Regions from separate parts of the Lactuca sativa genome. Here region 1 is linked to region 2. The links are chromatin contacts, called in public Hi-C maps. All regions are on one chromosome and are shown on one strand. Each heading gives the region's core, a stretch centred on a gene start, on an enhancer-like site or on the middle of the called end of the contact. The rest is flanking DNA. Distances are from core to core; before and after follow the strand shown.

What was found. Hi-C and Micro-C count contacts between places; a contact is called where the count stands out from the background.
Region 1: a contact with region 2 is called in a Hi-C map of leaf, with 4 times the contacts expected there. The contact joins the promoter of LOC111900937 here to the promoter of LOC111900936 in region 2. A contact is called at or near these places in 2 of 4 Hi-C or Micro-C datasets (leaf and seed).

Annotation. Positions count from the first base shown.
Region 1 is chr8:252,491,888-252,498,243 of Lsat_Salinas_v11, reverse strand. LOC111900937 (conserved oligomeric Golgi complex subunit 5) reads right to left here and starts at 4,227. Exons shown (of 3, transcript XM_023896806.3): 1 at 3,039-4,227; 2 at 2,122-2,595; 3 at 963-2,029. The coding sequence starts at 4,130. The coding sequence ends at 1,085.
Region 2 is chr8:252,349,312-252,355,667 of Lsat_Salinas_v11, reverse strand. It overlaps LOC111900936 (7-ethoxycoumarin O-deethylase), which reads right to left and starts at 4,057. Exons shown (of 2, transcript XM_023896804.3): 1 at 3,084-4,057; 2 at 279-981. The coding sequence starts at 3,959. The coding sequence ends at 373. It overlaps LOC128127591 (a long non-coding RNA gene), which reads left to right and starts at 3,896. Exons shown (of 3, transcript XR_008225487.1): 1 at 3,896-4,032; 2 at 4,498-4,669; 3 at 4,907-5,818.

The DNA.
Region 1 (6,356 bases), core at 2,978-5,477, 140 kb before region 2:
GATGTTGAATAGTTTGTTTTTGAGGACTTTCCTTTGCTTTGACACTTCTACGCTTTCTATTCTGGACATGTTCCTTAGTCTCTACACTTGCTAACTATGTCGACTTGTCCGTGTCACATGCTTTTGTTTGTACTTTCTGGCATATCTTGAATACTTTTATCCTTACAAGGATGCTAGAGACCATGTTATCCCCTTTACGCCCTTGTGAACTTGTTTATGAATGTGTTCTTATCACTGTACTTTTCTATCTCAATTGCTTGGTGTGTTAACGTATTCTTTCATTCATTGTTGTTGTGCGAGTGGTTCGTGGAGTCTGACATGACTTCTTCTTCTTTTGATTGATTATCTTAGCCTCTTTCAACTTGTATGGTCCACTTGAGCCCCCAATTGCTAGTGACATGTCTTGTGTCTGTATGAGTGATCTTTTTGCGATAAGTTGTCCTAGAACTGCTAGATTTTTGTTAAAATCTTACTCTTCTTTTGTTTTATGCGGACACCATTGTGAGTCATCCGTGATTTCCTTGATAATCCTAGCATGCATGATTTTTTTTGTTTTAAACTTTTTGCACATGATCATAGCTTTTAACTTGTTCTTTCTCATGCATGCTCCATCTTCGATGTGGCATGCTATGTTCTTTTGTTTACATAATGGCCAATTATGGTGATACGCGTATCGTTCTGACTTTACCGTTGCTATTGGCTTGCTTATCATTGTTCTTATTCCCAATTTGGTGTGTAATTTGATCATATGGATCATTGAAATCAATTCATTATCCTTTGATAAATAAATCAACAACGTTTTACTCATACTGCCTTTCATTCAACACTTTTTTCCCGTAAATTATAAACATTTTGGTTTTTCAAACGTAGCCGAGTGATTATGAAGGGGGAAGGTCCTCACTCAGCGTTTTTTGGATATAGTATAAGATCCCACTGCACCGGTTACTAACAGTATTGCAAAGTCTAAAGAAATCATTTTTCATTAAACCGAAGCAACCAAAACCTTATACAATAACACGAATAAACAATTACGTCCAAATACGTATTAAAAAAAAAACATATTATAAACCCAAAAATCTATGATCTAAGCTTTCCTTGAACTGATATTATTTTCCGATATAGACTCACCTATACTCAACATAAGCGGATAAACAGGACTAAACTCCTTCTCCCCTCTCGCCCTAACACCAACTGCATAATCATCCAAAGTCGCCTTAATCCCTTTCCAAATCTGATCCTCTCCTTGCGAATCCAACCACAACGAATACTGTAAAGCCGTAAGTTTATTCCGTTGCATCGGTGACTGCAACTCATCCGGGCCCCGCGAATACAAATGATGCAACACAACACTCGGTGGCAAATCCTGGATCACCGGTGACGACCCGAGTTGACTCGTTTCCAAAAAGATAACCGGGCGCAACGCGCGTAAGGCCCGATACGGTGCACCGAGTTGCTCAACCGGGTACAAGTTTTGACCCACGGATAGTTCCAACTCAGCCATGTCTCGAGCCATTCGGAGTTTCCCGGACTCAGACAGCGGTCGAACCAGGGACGCGTGTCGGATGAAGAAGATCAGGACTCGAGCCGCCATGGTTCGGACCAGACGCATGCAAATGGTTTCGGTTCCGATTCCGATTCCGGTTCCGGTTCCTTTGGCGGATGAGGGGAGGAGTCGGGAAAGGAATTCGGTGCGGAAATGGGTGATGTGCTTTTGGAGGTCTTCCATGTACGGTGATGAGTTGTTGTCCATGGCGGCATCGGCTCCGTGGGCCCCGAAGTTTTGGTTGTGGATTTGGAGGATGGTGGATTCGAGGCGGTCGAGCATGGATTGGAATAGGGAGGTGACGGAATCGCAGGCGACTTCGTAGATCGTGTTGAGGGAGGGGGAGAGGACGTCGGTGGCGATTGGCGGTGTTATGGCGGAGATGCTGATGTGGATGTCTTGTAGGTGTTGACAGAGTGTGAAGTTTTTTACTTGCGCGGGTGTCGCGGGCCCCGTTATCTGACGCGCTTCAGGTCCCGTTGCTATCTATAGATTTTTTTTTTTTATTATAATCAGTTAATATGTTTTGTTGTAAGCAACCAAAGAAAACAAGGAAAAGGGTAAAAATGTAATTTCACCTGGTACTCGGCACGTTGAGCAAGTAGAAGGAGGACTTTGCTGATTTCACGGAGGACAAGAAGTGTCAAGCGTGCATCCATTTGAACAGCTTCAATTTCTTCTTGAATTCGTGAGATAATTCTTGAAATATGTTCTTTAGAGGGAATACTACCACGGTTTGACATAGGGAATACAGAGTTGACAAGATCTGATAGGCGACTCAAACAAAGGGTCAAGAAAGCTGTCTGAAACACTTCAATGGCAGCTACCATTTGATCTCTACCTTCAACTGTTATGGCAGGTAAAACCCCTTTGACATCTGTGTCTCGAGAAATTCTTTCAAGAAGATTTTCTATCATGGAGAAGAGCTTTGGGTATCCAACTGTGAATATCTCTTTGACAAAACTTGATGCTGTGAAAGTGGATTTCATTTGGTTTGCGAATGATTTTACAATTGCCTCCCACACACGAGTGGTTAAGATAGAGTCGCCTTCCTACAAACAAATTTAATAGAAAAAGATATAAGCTTCATGCAGATGAAAAGACATGAATGCCCTCCTCTTCCGCTTCTACATAGAAAACATCCCTAGAAAGCTTGTTCAGTTTTGTATTGTGTAAAAAAGAAACATTCATATGTAATGTATTGGATTAAGAACTGAATCAAAAAGTAAGAACTGGTGGTAGAACTATATCCAAACACCCTGTTACTTAAAAGAGATTCATCAAAATGTATTGTATTAGTCATGATCTAAGTTTCCTTGCCCTGTAAATTTTGAAGCATCATTATTATATAATAACAGCACACAGTTATCTAACTTAATGCTAAGAGTATATATAAGTATATAACCTACTCATCAAGGATTCAGCAAGAGGAACTCAAAGAATCATACTGAATTAACATAAACGAATTGAAAATGAGATTACAGCATCAACTCACCTGCATCACTTCATCAAGTAGCAAGGCATGAGTGAAGGGATCCCTTTTCTTTGATAACACCCTCTGCAAATGCCAAATGGCAACCACGACTGAATGCAAATGATCCATACAAACAGCCATCCTCTGCCATAATGCATCTTTGGCCTTACCACCACCACCGAGCTGTGGTGTTCCACTCCTTTGTATCCCTCCCGGACCACCAAAACTACCACCACCGGATGTAGATATCGCCTTCATATCCAAGGCAACACTCACACTCTTTACACCCTGAGTCTTATACTTGTTTATCAAAGTATCTACCGTTGTCCGCAACTCCCCTAGATTGTAGAACACCTGTAAGCCAGCACCAACCTCTGCCTGATTAAAACTTTCAAGACCCCTTTCAAGTACTTTCATTCCTTCAGAGCGCAACCTCTGGCCTGCTTCGTATATCCATTTCAGTTCCTCATCGACTGGGACAATTCCAGATAGATCATTTTCATTGCAGAGGCGCAATATCTCACTGTGTAATTGAGCAGCTTTGGAGAGATCGAGTTTCTCGGCTTCGGGTTCCGCCATCACGTCGCGTAGCTTCTTGGAGAGACGGAGTACACGGACAGTGGACTGAAGGAGATCGACGGTGAAATGGAGGTTAGAGAGTTGAACCGTTTTAGATCGGATCTGACGGTTTGGATCGGCGATCTCGGAACGGACGAGGCGTACGGAGGATTGGAGAGTCGAGACGGCGGACCGAATGGAGGAGAGAGAGGATTCGGCATCCTTGACGGAAGAGAGCTGCGAGAGAAGATCGTTGTGACGAGACAGGACTTCGGAACGGAGCTGCTTCTCTAGGAGGCGAATGCCGTCTTGGATCTTCTCGGCACGAGCAGCAGCTGTGCCTGAAGAGAGCGCCTCAGAGGAGAACCGGGTTGAGTCGAAATCGGAGGAGAGGAATTTGGAGAAAATTGGGTCGGAGGCAAAGGAATCTAAGAGTGATGAGGAAGAGGATGGAGGGCTGGACGATGATGGGGTTCCGGAGGTGGTGGCAGTGGTTCTGTCTTTGAAGGTAGGGAGGCGCTGAATTGATGAACGCTGGACCGCCGGCGATGCCATTCTTCCCCGATCGGATGCAGATATGGGTAATCCGCACCGGGAACAAATTTTATTAAGCAACTGAGAAACAATTATCCACCGATACGCGACAGTCAACTACCTCTCACTCCAATCAGAAAATAACCATCATAACCCTTTTTTTTTATTTATTTTTTATTTTTTACTACTCCCTCCGTCGCAATATTATTGTCCACGGACAAAAAACACACAGATTAAGGAAGCATTAATTACCACTAACTTTATACAATAAAATGACAGTTTTGTCATTACTCTGCATTTACGCCTTGTTCCCGAGTTTTTTTGTAAATTCATTAAAAGAAAGGGAAGGAAAATTTTGACGGAAAGAAAGGGAGGTGAAGGAAAATATTCATTATTATGTGTTCCCGAGTTCGAAGGAAATGAAAGGAAATGGAAGGAAAATTTTAAGTTTTTGTGTTCCCGAGTTAAGAGGAAAAAGCAAATAAAGCATAAAATTTTCCTTCCCTTCACTTTCTTCCCAAATCCGCCCAATTTGGGAGGAAAATTTGAAAGGAAAATATGACTCCAAAATCCTTCCCCTCCCCTCACTTTCCTTCCATTAATGAAACTCGGGAACACGATTTTCCTTCGACACCCCTCACTTTCCCTCCGTATCCTCCCATTTATCTCCTTAAGTAGAACTCGGGAACAAAGCGTTAATGTTCTATTAAATGCTTAGTTGTTTAAGTAATAATTATGGGGTATTTTGGTAAAAATGCTATTTATTTTTAGAAGTGGACTATTATTTTAGGACAAACCAAAAAGGAAAGACAGACTATAATTTTGGGACGGAGGGAGTACAAAACTAGGATTTTACCGTCAGTCCATTGCGGTGGCAGTAACGTAGTCAAGAAGTAGTAGAAAATAAGTTGTTATATTTTAAACACAAATTTAAGAAGACTTAAATTGACAAACCATAATAGTGAAATGGCAAAGTCATGCAAAGCGAAACTGTATTATATACAAAACGTATATGAATATAAGTAAGATGCAAATAATTAAAAAAAATATTACATGTGATCTGGCTCATACGTAGAAAGCGTACATAAAAATAAGCACCAGAACGTAAAAAAATTACAAAGAAACGTAGGCGAACTCGAATTTATACCGAAACATACATAAAAAAACAAATAATTTTTTAAATTAACGAACTAAAGGTTCTAAATTTACATCGAAACGTTGAGGGCAAATGTCATATTAGCCTATCAAACTTATCGTGTTTGTTTTAAAAGGTCATTAATTTTTTTTTTCACATTAAAGGAATAAACTCTCATATGACCATTTAATTACATCATTTTACGTTTTATCGATTGTAAAAGGTATAACCTATATTTTCGTGACATGGGCCTCCACCGTGGATTATTACTGTTGTAATGTTGGTCCCCAAGATTGTCTAGTCATCGTGAATGATCCCCCTTATAAATTGAAGGGATATCCTAAATCCGTCTTCCCCACCCGCTTTGTTACCCTAATCCGTAACCTTCACATAATACCACCGGGTTCGCTTTTTTCCCACTTATAAATCAAGATGGCCTCAGAACAAAGCTTCTCCTATGGTGGTTTCAGAGTTTCAGACCTAGACGTACCAACTGATTAAGAGCTTCACGCCATGGAAACCCAAGTGCAAATTAAGGAAATGAGAGATGAAATGTGACAGCAGCTTGGCGAATTTAGCGAGGAAATATGCTACTTGAAAAGGATAATGACGATGATGGGTGCTGTTGGAGTTGCAGTGATGTCGTTGATCGGGGTTCATGTTTGTGTCGAATGTTCTGGGTGGGGATTTTAGGGGGTGTAGTTTAGTTCGTAGGTAGCATGATGACGATTAGCGTTTTTTGGGTTATTTTGGTTGTCGAAGGTGGTTTGTTTTTGTCTAAGTTCGTCAATTGCTAGTATAATATGTTTGTATTAGGGTATGTGTTGTTGGTTATTTTGATCAGTGGTGCTTGTTGACGATGTTAGGGTTTTTAGAACCATCTTTTTTTTTTTTTTTTTGGGGGGGGGGGGGGGGGTTTAGTAACACAATAACCTCAGTTGTAATGTATGGCCTCTTCGATGAATGAAATGAAATGTAGTTCCTATTAGTTCCTATTAACTGTAATGGTCTTGATTATGATGACATGTACGGATTTAGAAAAGATCTAATGTATCATCATGTAAATTATGAACACCTGGAGTAAATAAATCTTGTTAAACTCTCATTAGATG
Region 2 (6,356 bases), core at 2,808-5,307:
GATCTTACAGATAAGTTTTTAAAAGTTGATATTTGGAAATTATTTAAACAAAGGACTCAATTACCCGAACAACCTTAGGTAAATTCAGAAACAATAGTTGCCATATAATGAATACCATTTCCTTACTTGTTTGCAAGTGTTGATTTAACTTTAATAGGACTAATCGTTTAAACGATGTAACATATTTTTGGTGAACAACATGTAAAATATATCCTGTGTGAATTTTATATTAACAAATTAACCTATGTAAACTGAGTGTACAATCTTATAATAATGACTAATATGAAATAATAATGTTATAATAAAGAAAATAAAACCATACTGTTATTTAGCCCAAAAAACACATAAAAATACCATACAAATGGGTAGAGGCTAATCTATTGGAATTGGAACAACACAAAGAGGGTTGGCCTTTTGCAAAGTGATTCCAAACTTCTCGCTCATGTCAATGTTTTTATCTCTAAGTCCACCATCAATGTTCCAATCAAAATTATTGATTAGTGTTCCTAACATCACAGGAAGCATGCGGATAGCAAGTGGCAAACCAGGACATATTCTTCTTCCAGCACCAAACGGGATTAGCTCAAAATCCCGACCCTGAACATCAAGACTTGAGGTCAAGAATCTTTCTGGTTTGAACATTAATGAGTCATCCCACGTGGTTGAGTCTCGTCCTATGGCCCATACATTGACAAGCACTTGTGTCCCCTTGGGTACAATGAAGCCATTGAGTTTGACTTCACTATGAATTTTTCGAGGGATCAACAAAGGGACAGGTGGATGAATCCTTAGTGTTTCTTTCACGATGCACCATAAGTAAGGTAGCTTTAAGATGTCAGATTCTTCTACGATTTTTCCTTTACCAATAACTTCTTCGAGCTCATGTTTTGCTTTCGTCATGATATGTGGGTTGCGTAGTACTTCTGTCATTGCCCATTCTAAACTGTTTGAAGTCGTATCGGTGCCGGCGGCAAACAGGTCCTACAACATATATTATATAACATGATATTAAAATAATAATAAAAATACCGAATTAGTTGTAGCTTGAAATTTGCTTTGCAAATAACTTAATAATACTTCGAGACTTGTACTCTTGTAGGTGTATATCGGTTGTTGCCACGTACTGAAGTCTACAAAATAGTGTGTATGTACTAAATTTTTTAATGAAGGTTGATGGTGCCACGTTTTTTTAAATAAAATCAAACTAATTGAAAAATAATGACAATTAAAAATGAAAGTTTATTTATTTACGGCAATACGAAAACATAATAGTTGCTTTGGTGAAAAGTTGACTTTGATGAAATCGATGAATTTCAGAATTTGACTATGTTGATATCTTAGGATTAAACAGAATCCCATATAAACTTGTAGTACCGAGGTCTTTGGGTTATATATTTGATGTTTAATGAGGTTTACTAATTTTATGGTAGTTTTGTATTTTTTTTATGAATTCGAACTAAATTCAATTTGGTTGAGTCTTTACCAAATTGTGATTCTTAAGTTACTTTTGATTATTGATCAATCGGCAACGAAATGGAATACTTTAGTTCCTATTAAGATTAAACTTTAAAGTGTTAGCTTGGTTTTGTTTCTTAATAAACTCCCGATAAAAGATAACTTGGGCCAGGAAAATATTGAAGTCGATAATCTTTTGTGTATTCTATGTGATTCGTATGGGGAGAATCTTCAGAACTATTTGGATCCAAATCGCGAGATGGTGAAATATAGAGAAACCGGTCTTTATAATTTAATTGTCAGAACTTTATTTAGAAAACAACAATTTTTATAGTGGTCCTTATACACACTTATTGTACCACTATAATTAGAATACCAAATGTCTAAAAAAAATCTAAATCGACATCAGTAATAAATACATAAATAATATCTTTATTATAAAAAATAAAAAACCGATGTAACCACTGAATTTAGTATAATAAAATAAACTATATTTTGTTATTATTTTCGGTTTTTTTTTTTAATTAGACGGTTGGCATAAAGGTTTGACATTGTGATCCAACTTGTGTTGACTCCTATTAGAAATTAGAAAATTAGAATACTTAGTTTTAAATCCATCATCACTAACCACGTTGACGATGTTTATAATAAAATAAAATTAGTAGTTAATATATCATTGAAAATATATGGTCTTTTATAATTAAGGGTTGATTTAACAGCATTCTGAGTGGTTTTTAATCGAGAAGCATAATCAACTTAATAGCTATTTTTTTTTTGAAATCGGCGGATATTATTAAAACCATGGCTTAAAAGAAAAAGACCGGACACAAAATAAATAACAAAACAAATTTACAAAATGTTAAAAGATCAATAATTGAGATTTTAGTAATTTTTTTCTTTTATTTTATAAAATTAATGATATTAAATCAGCGTATTATATTCTCTTCCCTTATTTATATTTAACTATCATTCAAAGTTTTATTATATTTTAACAAATTAACATGTTCATGTCCAATAATAACATAAAATATTTAAAATATTTAACGCTTGTATATTCTTTTTATTTTTTATTTTTAATTATATACATAATAATCTTATCATAACTTTTATTTAAAATTCATTTTTAATTATCAACTATAAAAACAAATACTTATTTCAAAATGTGTCATGTAAACAAAAAAAACATAAACCGAAGCTGTACTCCTATAATACATAGATATTATTATCATTTATTGTATAATATAATATATTTATAATAAAAAAAAGCCTTATCTAAAATTGTAATTTTCACTTTCACTTCTTGGTAGAAGAAAATCAATACACATGTATTCGACAATCACAACTTCATGTTATAAATATTAGATAATATCGAGATTTATTTTTAACTCAATTATTAAATAAAAAAACCAAAATGTTTAATATTCTCATATATTAGTACAAAATATAGTTTAATTGGCAGGAGACAGGAGTCATATGTATTCGACCAAAATCAAGATCCGGGCAAAAACCCTAGAAAAAGATATTTGATACTTTAATCAGATTATGGTTATAGTCTTATAGACATGCGTTAATTAACTTCATATATACCATTTATGCATTTAAACCTATATTTGAAATACAAGACGTACCAAAAACAAGCTCTTGATATGTGCTCGATTGATCTCATCTGGATTCTCTTGACTGAGTTTGAGACACACATCCAATACGTCTTCATGCTTGGATCCATTCATCACTAACCTCTCTTCAATCAATTCCTCAGAAATCTCAAAAATCTTCCCAAAATAATGTGTCATTCTCCTCTTGATCCCTTGTGGATCGATCTTCTTTAACAACGGGAAAAAGTCAACAAGATTTGGCTTTCCGGCCTCGACCATGATGTTTCCAACCAGCTCCTTGAACTCTTTACCGGAATCCTCATACGGGTCTGTTAAATCTATGGAGAAAATAGTGTTGGATAAGAGATTCAGGGTAGTTCTGAAAGCAGCTCGACCGATGTCCACCGGATCTTTGCACGCGCCGGCTTTTCTACAGTACGCCACTAGTTCTTGAACTTTCTTTCTCCGTAAATGTTGGTTAGTATCAAGGGAGTTGCCGGTGAAAATGTTGGTGTTAAGGATCTTGCGTAGAGTCCGCCACTGTGTGGAAACGGGGAGCCAGACGGTGGAGTAATGGGAGTGGTTGTGGGCGTTGAGAGCGTCGGGTATATGGCGGGAGGAGAAAGCAAGGTCTTGCTTTTGGAGGACTTCTTTGGCGGCAGCGGCGGAGGAGATGACTAGTGCGGTGGTGCGACCAAGTTTAAGGAACATAACTGGGCCATAGATCTTGGCTAGATTGGCTAGGGATTGGTGTGGGTGGTCGCCGAGCAAGTGGAGGTTTCCGATGATCGGCAGCGGGGCTGGGCCTGGAGGTAGGTTCTTGGGCTTACCGATACCAAAAACTGTGGAAATGATTCCGATAAGTGCGCAAGATGAGAACAGACCTAACGCGATAATCACAAACTCCATTACTGTTAGATTTTGCACTTTCACGGGATATGCAGGGGAGTTTATGATATGGTGACGGATATTGTTTAATTAGGTTATCTTAATTCTTTTATTAAATCCTCACATTCGGATAATACTTATTTTATATCATTGCATTCACCACAAATCATAGACCAAATCTTTGACTTTCATACCCATATTTATTTGAACAATATATATATATATATATATATATATATATATATATATATATATATATATATATATATATATATATATATATATATATATATATATATATATATATATATATATATATATATATATATATATATATAGATAGATAGATAGAGAGAGAGAGAGATAAATTCAAATGTTTAAAGTAATTATTGTGTTTTTGTATGCATAAATGTGGGCCAATCATAATTAAATAAAAATTTAAATAATTAAATAAATAAACAAGGGTATTTTAATAATTTGATAAATATCTTCCACAAATAGTCCATGTAATCACGCTAACATTCACTTGTAACCTAATTTCTTTTTTTATATACAACAGGTCATCGTCTTCCACAAATCGTCTTCATCCCTCCATTCACAATCGAGCTAGCCTTCCCTCCCTGATACTTCCGATCATTGTGGCCATTATCTGCTTCTAATTAGTCGATGGTCCCAATCGTTGCTTCCCCAGTTGTCGCGCAAACACACACACGCATATCATTGCGCCCAAGGTATTCCCTCCAGATCCACCTCTATTTCTTCCTTTATTTATCAATGTCTTCCGATCGAAATATGTTGTTTCGGGTGTTGCATTATTTTGAATTTTTGATTTTGATGTTAATATTCTGATAAAATCAAGAGAAATTTGTGTTTTTATGATTTCATCTCAAAAGAAGAATCAAAGCTAAATTCTCGAGGTGTATATTCCGTGAATGATGTTTCTCCTTTTGATTCTTTGTTATCTACAGAATTCTTCATCTGGGTTGGCGTGGAAACTCTCATTGATTGTGATCTTAAGTCAAGAATCCCAACAGAAGGTTTTGTAAAATGCGAAGTTTCATCTGATATTTTCTCTGATCTCATTGATTTTGAACGCCAATTCAATGGAATTGAGAGTTGGAATCAGAAACAGTTTCTCTGAATTTCTCCTCTAACTTGATTAGAACCAAACCCCTAAACTTTCCCTTTTTATTTCATCCCCAAAAGTTGAAGAAGAATCTTGAATTACTGATTTCACAGCAGCAGAATCCAAACTTTTAGAACCAATATTTTTTTTTTTATTGTTTTGCGTTTACTTAATTGCTCAAAAACAAAGTTTTTGTCATCAATAACAACCATGGATTCCCTTATAAAATTCTGATTTAGCTTCTTCCTATCAGATTTAGCTTCTTCTTATCCGATTTAGCTTCTTCCTATCGCATGGACCCTTAATTTGCAAAGGTTTGATCATCTACATAGCTTGTCTTTTTCTGATTCTTTTGACAGGAAATGATTACTTTGCTTTTCATTCAAATTTTTTTTCCTGATTTAACACTTCATTTATGTGGACAGTGCAGGATCTTGACAATGTTGAATTCTGAAAAGGTATCAAGTATGTTTATGTAGATGATTCAATGAATGATATATTGGTGAGATTCCAATTCTATTGGAATGGAATGACGAATTCCAATTCTGTTGGAATCACAGAAGTTGATGCTTGAAGAACAGACCACAAAATTGAAATGGACCACATTATTCTTTTAGAATGTATTAGTCATTGTTAGATTTTAATGTTTTCTTTCCCGTTTTGATTGTTATTAAGTTTTATTCTTTAACAATAAATGTAATTTTTAACAATTGTTATCCGTATTCTATAAGAAATATTGTATTTTTTGTTTTTATTCTTCAATTGATTGTTCAAGAATTTGTTATTCTACCAGAAGTTTTTAAATTCATGATCAAGAAATAAGTTCAAGAATATTTTTATTATTTATGGTTCAACAATATTTTTATTTTTGAATATACTCATAAACATATTCTGCCAGAATGTCCGAATTAAAAGAATTATAATTTGTAAAATCGGATTTTTAAAATTAATAGAATATATGATCCCTTAAAAAATGCAATTTTTTTTATTAAATCTATATTAATTGACTAAATTACCCTTGTAATTAATTAAGATGATATTTTCAATTATATTTAATTCAATAATATATATATATATATATATATATATATATATATATATATATATATATATATATATATATATATTAATCACTTTCTTAAAATAAGTAAATTTAATTGGCCCACATTTATGCATACAATAACACAATAATTAGTTTGAATTGAATAACTTAAGCTTATATATATATATATATATATATATATATATATATATATATATATATATATATATATATATATATATATATATAT